2 separate regions of the Bos taurus genome follow, and region 1 is linked to region 2. The links are chromatin contacts, called in public Hi-C maps. All regions are on one chromosome and are shown on one strand. The core of a region is the stretch at or near the end of the contact, and the rest is flanking DNA. Distances in the headings are between cores, read along the strand shown. Region 1 overlaps NDUFAF6 (NADH:ubiquinone oxidoreductase complex assembly factor 6). Region 2 has its middle 35 kb from the start of CFAP418.

Region 1 (5,130 bases), core at 1,778-4,277, 190 kb after region 2:
GATGACAAGGGACAGGGAGGCCTTCAGGGAATCTTCCCAACCCAGGGATCAAACCTGTGACTTTTTCATCGGCACGCAGGTTCTTCACCACTGAGCCATCAGGGAAGCCCCCACCTTAGACTGTGTTGTTGTTCAGTCACCCAGTCATTACGGAACTGGGCTTCCCATGCTATACAATAGGTCCTTGTTGATTATCTGTTTTATACACGTTTTATTTACAGATCAAATGATAACATGTCTGAGGTTTACTTTAAAATAATCAAATACGGTTTAGTGAGGGAAGTTGGTAGAAAAAAAATGAAAACACACTGGACATGGGTTTATTAAAGCTAGGTGACAGATACATGAAAGTATATTACACTATTTTCTCTACTTTTATATAAGTCTGAACATTTTCTATTTTTAAAAAAACACCAAAATAGTAGAGTATGATATGCACATGCATGCCTCTGCCTGGACGCCCGTTCACCTGTCTGTCTCCAGGTACCGGGGTAGGAGCTGAGGTAGGTGGCATGCAGTGATGGAGAACAGATAAAATGGCATAGTTCTCTAAAAGTCTGCTTCCTCCAAAATATTAATATACATATTAAAACATTTCTTCCCTGAAGAATTAGCATAAGGATTAAAAGAGGAGAAAAAACAAGACTTGAGCAACTGCAACTTACTCTTTCATCAATGATTTTCATAAGCCATCTTTTAGTCAGATTATGTCTTCTGACAGCCTAAAAAAAAAAAAGTTTTAAGTTTTTGGAAAGTACTACAAATGACTTCTGTAGACCTGAATAACATAAACAAACCAAATACAAAACCAGGCCAGGGAACATCTGTAATAACTCATCACCAGAGAGCTATGTTAAAAACCTAGGGAAAAAGAAAATGTCCCTAGAAAACACTTTAAAACATTTTCAAGTAAAGATAATATATCCAAAACTTTTTCACTACTCTTTTCCTTATACTATTAGTAATTAGTGAATCCACTTTCAAAACAAACAAAAACACAAGAATTAAGCAGAGCAAGCTTCTCTATGCAGTATGCCTCGACTTCCATGCTTATTACAAACTTCTTTCCATAAAATGAAGACCCTATTTAATGAAAATAACCACTTTATAAAAAAGAAAAGGCTAATACAGCTCCAAAGAAAACAATCTGCAGGGTACAGTGTTATCTTACAAGTAAAGACACTCCGTTAAGAAAGAGCACACTTAGTGCTTAGATCTTGGTCTCGAACCATTTCCATCAAAGGAAACAGACTCTAAAAAAGGGGATTCCAGAGCTGGAAAAAGGGAGATTCGAGAGGATCCTGAACCATTTTATTGTGCCAGAAAATAGAAAGTGCAAAAAAAAAAAAACAAAGATAGGAGGCATGTTAGGACACAGGAGCCAGTCTGAAGGGACTCTCATTGTCCAAATATGGGACTATATGAATACCAAATAATTAAGTACAGTAATGAGGTATAATCTGCCTGCCAGTGTAGGAGACATAAGAGACAAGGGTTCATTCCCTGGGTTGGGAAGATCCCTTGGAAGAGGAAATGGCAACCCACTCCAGTATTCTTGCTTGGGAAATACTATAGACAGAGGAACTTGGTGGGCCACAGTCCATAGGGTCTGAAAGAGTTGGACACAACTAAGCGAATAAGCATGCATGCAAGCAATGATTTATAAAGTACTAGACAAAAATGCAGTTTATACCAATAATTAATAAACAAATAAATAATATAGGAGAGTGAGAGCAGTTGCTTACAGTAGCATGCCAAGTGGTAAATGTGAACAGAGCATTAGAGTTGGGACATTATCACTCTGTAATCATAATAGTAAAGACTGGATAAGAACCATCAGTGAATGTTACGTTTCACAGGAAACTGATGAGGAGTAGGATATTTGCATTGTCTTAAAGTTGATTAGTTGCAAGGGAAATTCTAATTATACAGTAGACTACACATTGGGAGAACCGGACAACATCTTGAATGTTAATGAAAATGAACAATGCAATAAAGGACGGATGGACAGAATGTGTCTCCAGATGTGACACTCCAAGAATACATCACTGATGCAGTATTCTGGCCAAGAGCGCATAACCTGAACCATCTAAGCAGGATAAAATATTAGACAAATCCAAAATGAGGAATGTTCTACTACAAAAAAAAAAGATGTTATACACTTCAAACATGTCAATGTCATAGAAGACAAAGAAAAACTATGGAAATGTTCCAGATTAAAGTAGGCTAAACAGATATGACTGAAAAATACCTGACTGGATCCTACAATGGAGGGGAAAAATACATTAATGTATATCATTAGGTCAACTGACAAAATTGGAATATGACTGGAAAATCAGATGAAAGTTATTTCAAAGTTAAATTTACTAAAGTCAGTAACTATTCTGGTTAAATAAGAGAATATCTGTATTCTTAGGAAATACTAAAGTATTGAGAAATAAAGGGACATGACGTATGCAACTTATACTCAAATGATTTAAAAAAATTAAAAAAATTATGTGTGAAAATATACAGAGATCATGCCAGAGCACACACACACACGAGTGAGCACACACAAATGATTAACAAATAGGATAAAATGTTAACAACAGGTAAATGTGAGTGAACGACATAGAAGTGTTCTTACAAGATTTTTACTTTTGTAACCTTCCTAAAATTTTGAAGCTATTTCCAAATAAGGTAAACACTGCTTTTGTGCCAAGTCAACACTAAGTATAATATATTTTCACAAGAAATACAGTAGTGAAACATAAAGTCTCCAGGATATCCCACACTTCAACTGAGACTCTAAGATGTCACTGATACTAATGTAAAGGCTGGCAGGCTCATCAACACACATGCAAGTGGCAAAGGATGGAAGTGTGCAGAATGGAGCCCACCTTGCCCGACAGGAAAGCAGCAGAAGCTATGAGGGCTGCAAAGAGCTGGTCTGGAAGTGCTCTCAGCATTGCTACAATTACACAGCAGCACTCCCACAGGCCTCTCCCCCCAGTTCCAAGAATCAGCCTGGGATACCTCAGTCACTTCAGTCTTGCTCTCATTTTGTTTTGTACATGTCTGAGAAGGGCAGGGCTTGTTTGATCTTTGTAACCACACCATCAAGCACCATTCCTGGCACATAAAAGTACTCAGCAGATACTAAACCACTGAAAAGTCAGACTCCTATTTACTCAAGTCTGACGCTGTAACAGCTGCAGTTCCTTGACCACAAAACAGAGTTCTGTCTGATTCTGAAGGACATCAGAGATCAAGATAAAAAAACACATAAGAAGCTGAAAACCTGTTAAATAAAGGTATCAAAACTTTGCAAATAGAAGCCAAATGGAATAAAAATCATGGCTATAATTATTAGAAATTATAGGAATTCATCTATTCTGTGCTCTAAAAGCACCAATGAAACAGCGCAGCAGGAATGTACTCTCTGTTCCCCTATTTAATCTTCTGAAGAACCTGAAGCTCTTTAAGCAATCAGTGGAAAGTCTGACTGGACAGTGGCGCAATAAGTATGTGCTCCAGAAGAATGGGAAGAAGTAAAAAACACACAATCAGGACAACCGCTCTGAACACTACCTGCTTCTTTCAAATGTTCATGTTAATCTGCAATACCTGTCATATCAGAGAGCTGGCCAACATTAATCATCAAAATTTAAGCAGCTTTTAAAACTGGACAAATTGTCATACATGTAAACATTCTGTAAATCAGATATGTCTTCTGGCATTTAAATGAAGCTAAGACAAGATAAATTTATGTTAAATAAATCTCTGATCTTTCAAGTTATTTCCTGACAAAGGCCAGAATCTTCAATACAAGTCTTAGCATAAACTTCTAACGCAGTCAGGTTTGTATATAAAATAAGTAGTTTCTGGATTTTGGAGAAACTTTCCTTTAAACTGAGTCAGCCAGGATGAAGTTCTTGAAGTGGGATGACTAAAGGGAAACAGCTAATCCGATACTAAAGAGCTTCCCATCCACTTTTCCTTCCCAGTCCCTGATGGAGGGGCCTGGTTCTCCAATTACTGAGGTTCTGTGAAGTCAATCTGGGGCCAAGAAAAGGGGCCTGCCTCTGCTGGGGCACAGACCTGAGAAGGAGTGTACCACTCAGGTCTGTCAGAGGCTCCTGGGACAGACGCTGTCTTCTGGCACTTACGATGTGACAACAGGGACACAGATCAATGACAAAAGGAGCCTAAACCCTGTTCTCTGCTGCTAGTTCAATGTATTTTTAAACTGTGTAAGGCTAGTTGTGAATGAGGAATCCATAGAGCTTTAATGTAAAACTACCAAATACATCTTAGTGTACAAATAACAACCTCGCCCATAGGCTTCCATTCTCAGATACCTAAACTTCATCAACAAAGAGGCAATTCTATGAAACTAGACAAGGCAGCTTTAGGAATGATAAGAGCACAAAAGATCAATGCATCATTTTCTACAGTCCAGCGTATGAACTACAGCACTGGAATAAGGAGCTACTTGGCAGATAGAATAGAAAATTTAAAATGTCATTGTTTCAAAATTTGTAGGGCTTAAATTCTGCAACCAAACATGTGGAAAATAATTTATAACATAAACAGACCAAATTCCTCTTTCTTCTTTTAATAAACACACTAAAGATGTGTGTAAATTACTTGTTAATGATTTTAAATTCTGTCAAAACTAATATATATCTGACTTTCTTCTTTTAATAAACACACTAAAGATGTGTGTAAATTACTTGTTAATGATTTTAAATTCTGTCAAAACTAATATATATCTGAACGTTACGTGAGCCCAAGAATATTTTCAGGATAGATTCCCCATTGCCACTATCCAACTTGTATGTAACAAAAAGTATGCTTAAACAACATTCTTACAAGTGAAAAGTAGCTGTTTCTGTTTTACCTTCCACAGTTCAATGGCCACAGGCTGATGTGGTGGATTGTCACTGTATATATCATCCACAGTTTTCTTCCAAAACTGCATTCGCATCAGTCCAATTGTTTTCTCAGAGACAGAGTCCTTAATCTATAAACAGGGTTTAAAAACATTAACAACTGCACTACTCAGAGTCTCAGAAATCACTATTTATAACCATAAAATCACGTAATTCAGTCTTCTCTGCATTTAATTTTTCCTTGAAGTTATATATC
Region 2 (5,283 bases), core at 2,481-4,980:
TGGGAGGGGAGGTGGGAGGGGGAAGCATATGTATACCTGTGGTCAGTTCGTGTCGATGTATGGCAAGAACCATCACAATATTGTAAAGTAATTATCATCCAATTAAAATAATTTTTTTAAATATACGTTACAAATTTTCTTTAAAAGATTCATATACACATTCAAGATTTTTATTTTTAAATTGACATGTGTAGGGGAAATTATGAAAGATTTGCTCTCAAAGAACACCGTGTGTTATTTTTACATTTTTCTAAGGGGTAGAGGTTTGAACAAGACTTTTCCCAGCGGATGGAGGCATATCCTCTTATAAGTGTCTTCAGCCTCAGCATCTGGAACCTTCCCAGTCCCTTCTCTTGGTTTCATCCCACAGCGGGCTACGCCCTGAAGACCACTTGGGCTTCTTTCCACTCAGCTTCTATGGCAGACGTTTACACATTTAATCGCCAGCACTTTTATTCTGAAAGATCCACGGTGCAATAATAAACCCAAGAAATGAGACGGGAAAAATGTGTATGGCCCACCTGTAAAGGCATAGATGATGCAGGTGTGCCTGTGGCTCAGCACCGTGTCCTCAGCGAAGGGGCTCCGTGCCCCTCCTTGCCTTGGCCCTGTTCATCAGCCTTTAGTGCCATAAACGAGTGGCTGGAGTGGGTGAGGTGAGGAGCGCAGACCTGGAGGCAGATGGCCTGGCTTGGAATCCTGGCTCTGAGCTCACAAGGAATGTGGTCATCTGCAGGTCACTTATCCACCCCGAGTCCCTTCTCCCCAGCTTGTGCAGGATGATACGAATGCTGACATCGCAGAATTGCTGGGAGGAGGTGAATAAGATGATCCACGTAAAACATTTAATGTGGTGCCTGGCACTTAGTAAGTGCTTAGTAAATGTGAATGCATACCTTAAAGATAACTCCCCCTCCAGCATTCTCCATTTTGCCTTAAACATGTCTTAGTACCCGCAAGCTTGCCTTATAGCAGGAGACCCGAAGCAACCCATGTAAAGGGAGCATCAAAGCACAGGCGCTTTTCACCTAAAGTGCCCTCCTGCACCGTGCCAGGTTTGTGGTAAGAGAGGTGCCAGTTTTCAGTCAGGAGTTGAGTTGGTAGCACATGGGTCACTTCCTAAGGAATCGTGATAACGGGTCTTTTACGTTACGTGTCTTGGACTCTGCTGCTACTGCTGCTAAGTCGCTTCAGTCGTGTCCAACTCTGTGCGACCCCATAGACGGCAGCCCACCGGGCTCCACTGACCCTGGGATTCTCCAGGCAAGAACACTGGAGTGGGTTGCCATTTCCTTCTCCAATGCATGAAACTGAAAAGTGAAAGTGAAGTCGCTTAGTCGTGTCTGACTCTTAGCAACCCCATGGACTGCAGCCCACCAGGCTCTTCCGTCCATGGGATTTTCCAGGCAAGAGTACCGGCGTGGGGTGCCATTGCCTTCTGGCCAATACCAGACATCCAAGTGTGGACATCTACAGGCAGAGGTGGTGCAAGGCGATGATTTCCCCACCGCGTGAAATTTCCCCACCGCTGGACATCCCCCCGTTTGCTCCTCATTGATTCTAACGTGATGAAAATGGAAACTGCTAACCCATGTGTTGGTACTTGTGCTAGAAACACGCCCTGCTCCCCAGGAGGGAGAAAGGAAAACACTCGGTTAAACTTCCCCTTTCATAGTCTAAAATTCCTGCTGCAACTTCGGGTCAGCTGTCCAGTCATCAACCCACAATCTGAGCCCAGCACCAGCCATCCCCAAGACCTGGACCAGCAAAGGAAGGAAGTCCTGAAGAAACCTTCACATGGCTACAGCTCATCACAGTGGACAAGAAAGGGGCAATTTTTATTCCAGGAACTTGGGGGATTTTAAAAGACCCATCTTCTGAGTAGGGATTCCCCAGTGGCTCGATAGTAAAGAATCCACCTGCCAATTCCAGGGACACAGGTTCCATCCCTGGGTGGGGAAGGTCCCCTGGAAAAGTAAATAGCAACCCACTCCAGTATTCTTGCCTGTGAAATCACATGGACAGAGGAACCTGGTGGGCTACAGTCCATGGGGTCTCAAAGGAGTCAGACACGACTTAGAAACTAAACATCGCTTTGTTGTTGTTCAGTCACTCAGTTGTGTCCAACTCTTTGTGACCCTGTGGACTGCAGCACGCCAGGCTTCCCTGTTCATCACCATCTCTTGAGTTTGCTCAAATTCATGTACATTGAGTCAGTAATGCCATCCAGGCATCTCATCCTCTGTCGTCCCCTTCTCCTCCTGCCCTCAATCTTTCCCAGCATCAGGGTCTCTTACAGTGAGTCAGCTCTTTGCATCAGGTGGCCAAAGTATTGCACCTTCAGCTTTAGCATCAGTCCTTCCAGTGAATATTCAGGATTGACTTCCTTTAGGATTGACTGGTTTGATATCCTTGCTGTCCAAGGGACTCTCAAGAGTCTTCTCCAGCACCATAGTTTGAAAGTGTCAATTCTTTAGCATTCCGCCTTCTTTATGATCCAACTCTCACATCTGTACATGACTACTGGAAAAACCATAACTTTAACTATATACACCTTTGCCTGCAAAGTGATGTCTCTGCTTTTTAATATGCTGTCTAGGTTTGTCATAGTTTTTCTTCCAAAGAACAAGCATCTTAATTTCATGGCTGCAGTCACCATCCACAGTGATTTTGGAGAGAAGATAAAGTCTGTCACTATTCCCATTGTTTCCCCATCTATTTGCCATGAAGTGATAGGACCGGATGTCATGATATTTGTTTTTTGAATGTTGAGTTTTAAGCCAGCTTTTCACTCTCCTCTTTCACTTTCATCAAGAATCTCTTTAGTTCGTCTTCACTTTCTGCCATTACTGTGGTATCATCTGCAGGTCTGAGGTTATTGATATTTCTCCCGTAAATCTTGATTCCAGCCCGACATTTCATATGATGTACTCTGTATATTAGTTAAATAAACAGGGAGACAATATACAACCTTGACGAACTCCTTTCCCAATTTTGGGAAACCAAAAATTGAACCAGTACAAGCTGAATTTAGAAAAGGCAGAGGAACTGGAAATCAAATTGCCAACATCGGTTGGATCATAGAAAAAGCAAGAGAATTCCAGACAAGCATCTGCTTCATTGACTAAAGCCTTTGACTGTGTGGATCACAACAAGCTGTGGAAAATTCTTAGGCTGACTTAGTGACCCTAATAAATTGAGAATCTAGCCCATAGGGGGCAGACCTGCACTGAGGACTGGATCTCATTTTTTTTCTTGGACTTTGGTCTCTGGAAAAGCACCCAGAAGAGCATTCCTAAATATCAGGCATTTCAGTTTTTGATCAAAATCCACCTTCTGTGTTTAAAGATACCTTGTAGTGGTGGAGCTAAATGTTTTTTCTCTGGCTGAGAATAGAAACCCTCCCTAGTCTAAACCACCTGCCTTGTTCTTAGGAGAAAAGGCCAGGCACCAAGCAGCAGAGCAGTCTCACCCAGGAAGTTTCACAGCCCTTCATACCCGGAAGCACTTGTCATCTGAGCTTGTGAACCCACCTGGAAAGTGGAACACTTTAACTGATTCACTTCAAAATTCAACTCCTCGAGCACTTCAAGGAATATAATTGGACCTAAAGTTAAAGAGGAGCAATGAAGTGACTCCTCACAACAAAAAGATGGGAAAGCAAGGTGACGGACTTGGCAGAGGCGATGGAGGAAATTGCAAGGGTGAGCCAGTTTGTGCTGACGGGACTTCTGAGACCAGGAAACCTTATCTTCATGACCTTTAAGCCTGATTGTTCAGCACAGATGTTCCCAGAATACAGTGATTTGGTTTTATTTTAAGGCTTTTTTTTTTTTTTCATTTAAATATACAGAAAGCAAAACAAAATAAACAATTATTTTATACACTCACTTTTTTTGTGCATCAACATACAACATATAAAAATGCAAAAATCTCTCCACTACCCCCAAAGGTAAATATTGTTCATTTGATGTCCATCCTTCTGAACTTTTGGATGGATGGGTGCTAGAGATATTTCCTGACTTTTTTTCTTAACAAAAATGGAGTACTGATACATAGATGTATTAATTACCCTGCTATTTGTTTGAGTCTTTGAGAGGAGGGAGCTTAACCAAAGAGTATATCATAGATATCTTTCCAGACCAGTATGCATAGATTTATCTCCTTTATAATGGCTCTGTGATATTCCATGGTTATGGATGTTCTAAGATTTAACTATTTTTCTGTTTATGGAGATTTCTGTTTCATAATTTTTCTGTTAAAGACAGTGCTTCAGGTAATACCTTTGTAGAGATATCTGTACACTCATTAGTACGTAATATTTCCTACAGATTATTAAAAATGGAAATTCTAGTCAGATTCTGCATCTCTAAGGAGCTTTCGGGTGATACCTGTAGTGCTGGTCTATGGACTGTAGTTTGAGCAGCCAGGTCATGTAAATAGTCCATCAAATAAAAGTCCAGCTAATCTAAGATCTATCCATATGCCGAAGAGACCCTGTATAGACCTTCTGGTTGATGACGCCGGTGGAGCCAAGCCTTTCCTACTCCGTAAAGTTATCTTGCTGCTGCTGCTGCTGCTGCTAAGTCACTTCAGTCGGCAGCCCAACAGGCTCCCCCATCCCTGGGATTCTCCAGGCAAGAACACTGGAGTGGGTTGCCATTTCCTTCTCCAGTGCATGAAAGTAAAAAGTGAAAGTGAAGTCGCTCAGTCGTGTTCAACTCTTAGCAACCCCATGGACTGCAGCGTACCAGGCTCCTCCGTCCATGGATTTTCCAGGCAAGAGTACCGGAGTGGGGTGCCATTGCCTTCTCCGAAAGTTATCTTAAACCATCCTAATAAGCCCCTCTGCCATCTAAATACTAGCAAATGACCACAGTTGATGTGGAACAAATAATTTGCCTAGGCAAGCCCTGTCTGAATTCATGGTCCATAAAATTGTGAGATTAAATGGTGGTGGCTTTAAGGAAAAAAAAAAAAAAAAAACGATTGCTTGATCAAATTAGCACATTTTAAATTTTGATGATACTCTCAAATTACCCTTTCACAAGATTGCATCAATTTATGTAGTGGTGTGAACTATGGATGAGAGTGACTAGTATCTTCCCTAAAGGAATGGGATGAAGACTGTGTATTTGTTTATCATTATTAGCATTTTAAAATATATTTAATGATGAAATATTTCAAATATACAGGAAAGTATACAGAATAGGCTAAAATAGTGGTTCATACACATTTTTATTACTTTTTGCATTAAATTTAATAATTATTTTTCTCCAGAAA

What was found. A called contact is a pair of places that touch in the nucleus more often than the background predicts.
Region 1: a Hi-C map of an unstated tissue shows a contact between it and region 2, with 2.8 times the contacts expected there. A contact is called at or near these places in 2 of 11 Hi-C or Micro-C datasets (skeletal muscle and an unstated tissue).

What each region holds. Positions count from the first base shown.
Region 1 is chr14:69,278,519-69,283,648 of ARS-UCD2.0, forward strand. It overlaps NDUFAF6 (NADH:ubiquinone oxidoreductase complex assembly factor 6), which reads right to left. Exons shown (of 9, transcript NM_001105389.1): 3 at 4,883-5,005; 4 at 666-722. Among named protein-coding and RNA genes, the nearest start is that of NDUFAF6, 21 kb to the right of the region's middle.
Region 2 is chr14:69,087,196-69,092,478 of ARS-UCD2.0, forward strand. No RefSeq gene overlaps it. Among named protein-coding and RNA genes, the nearest start is that of CFAP418, 35 kb to the left of the region's middle.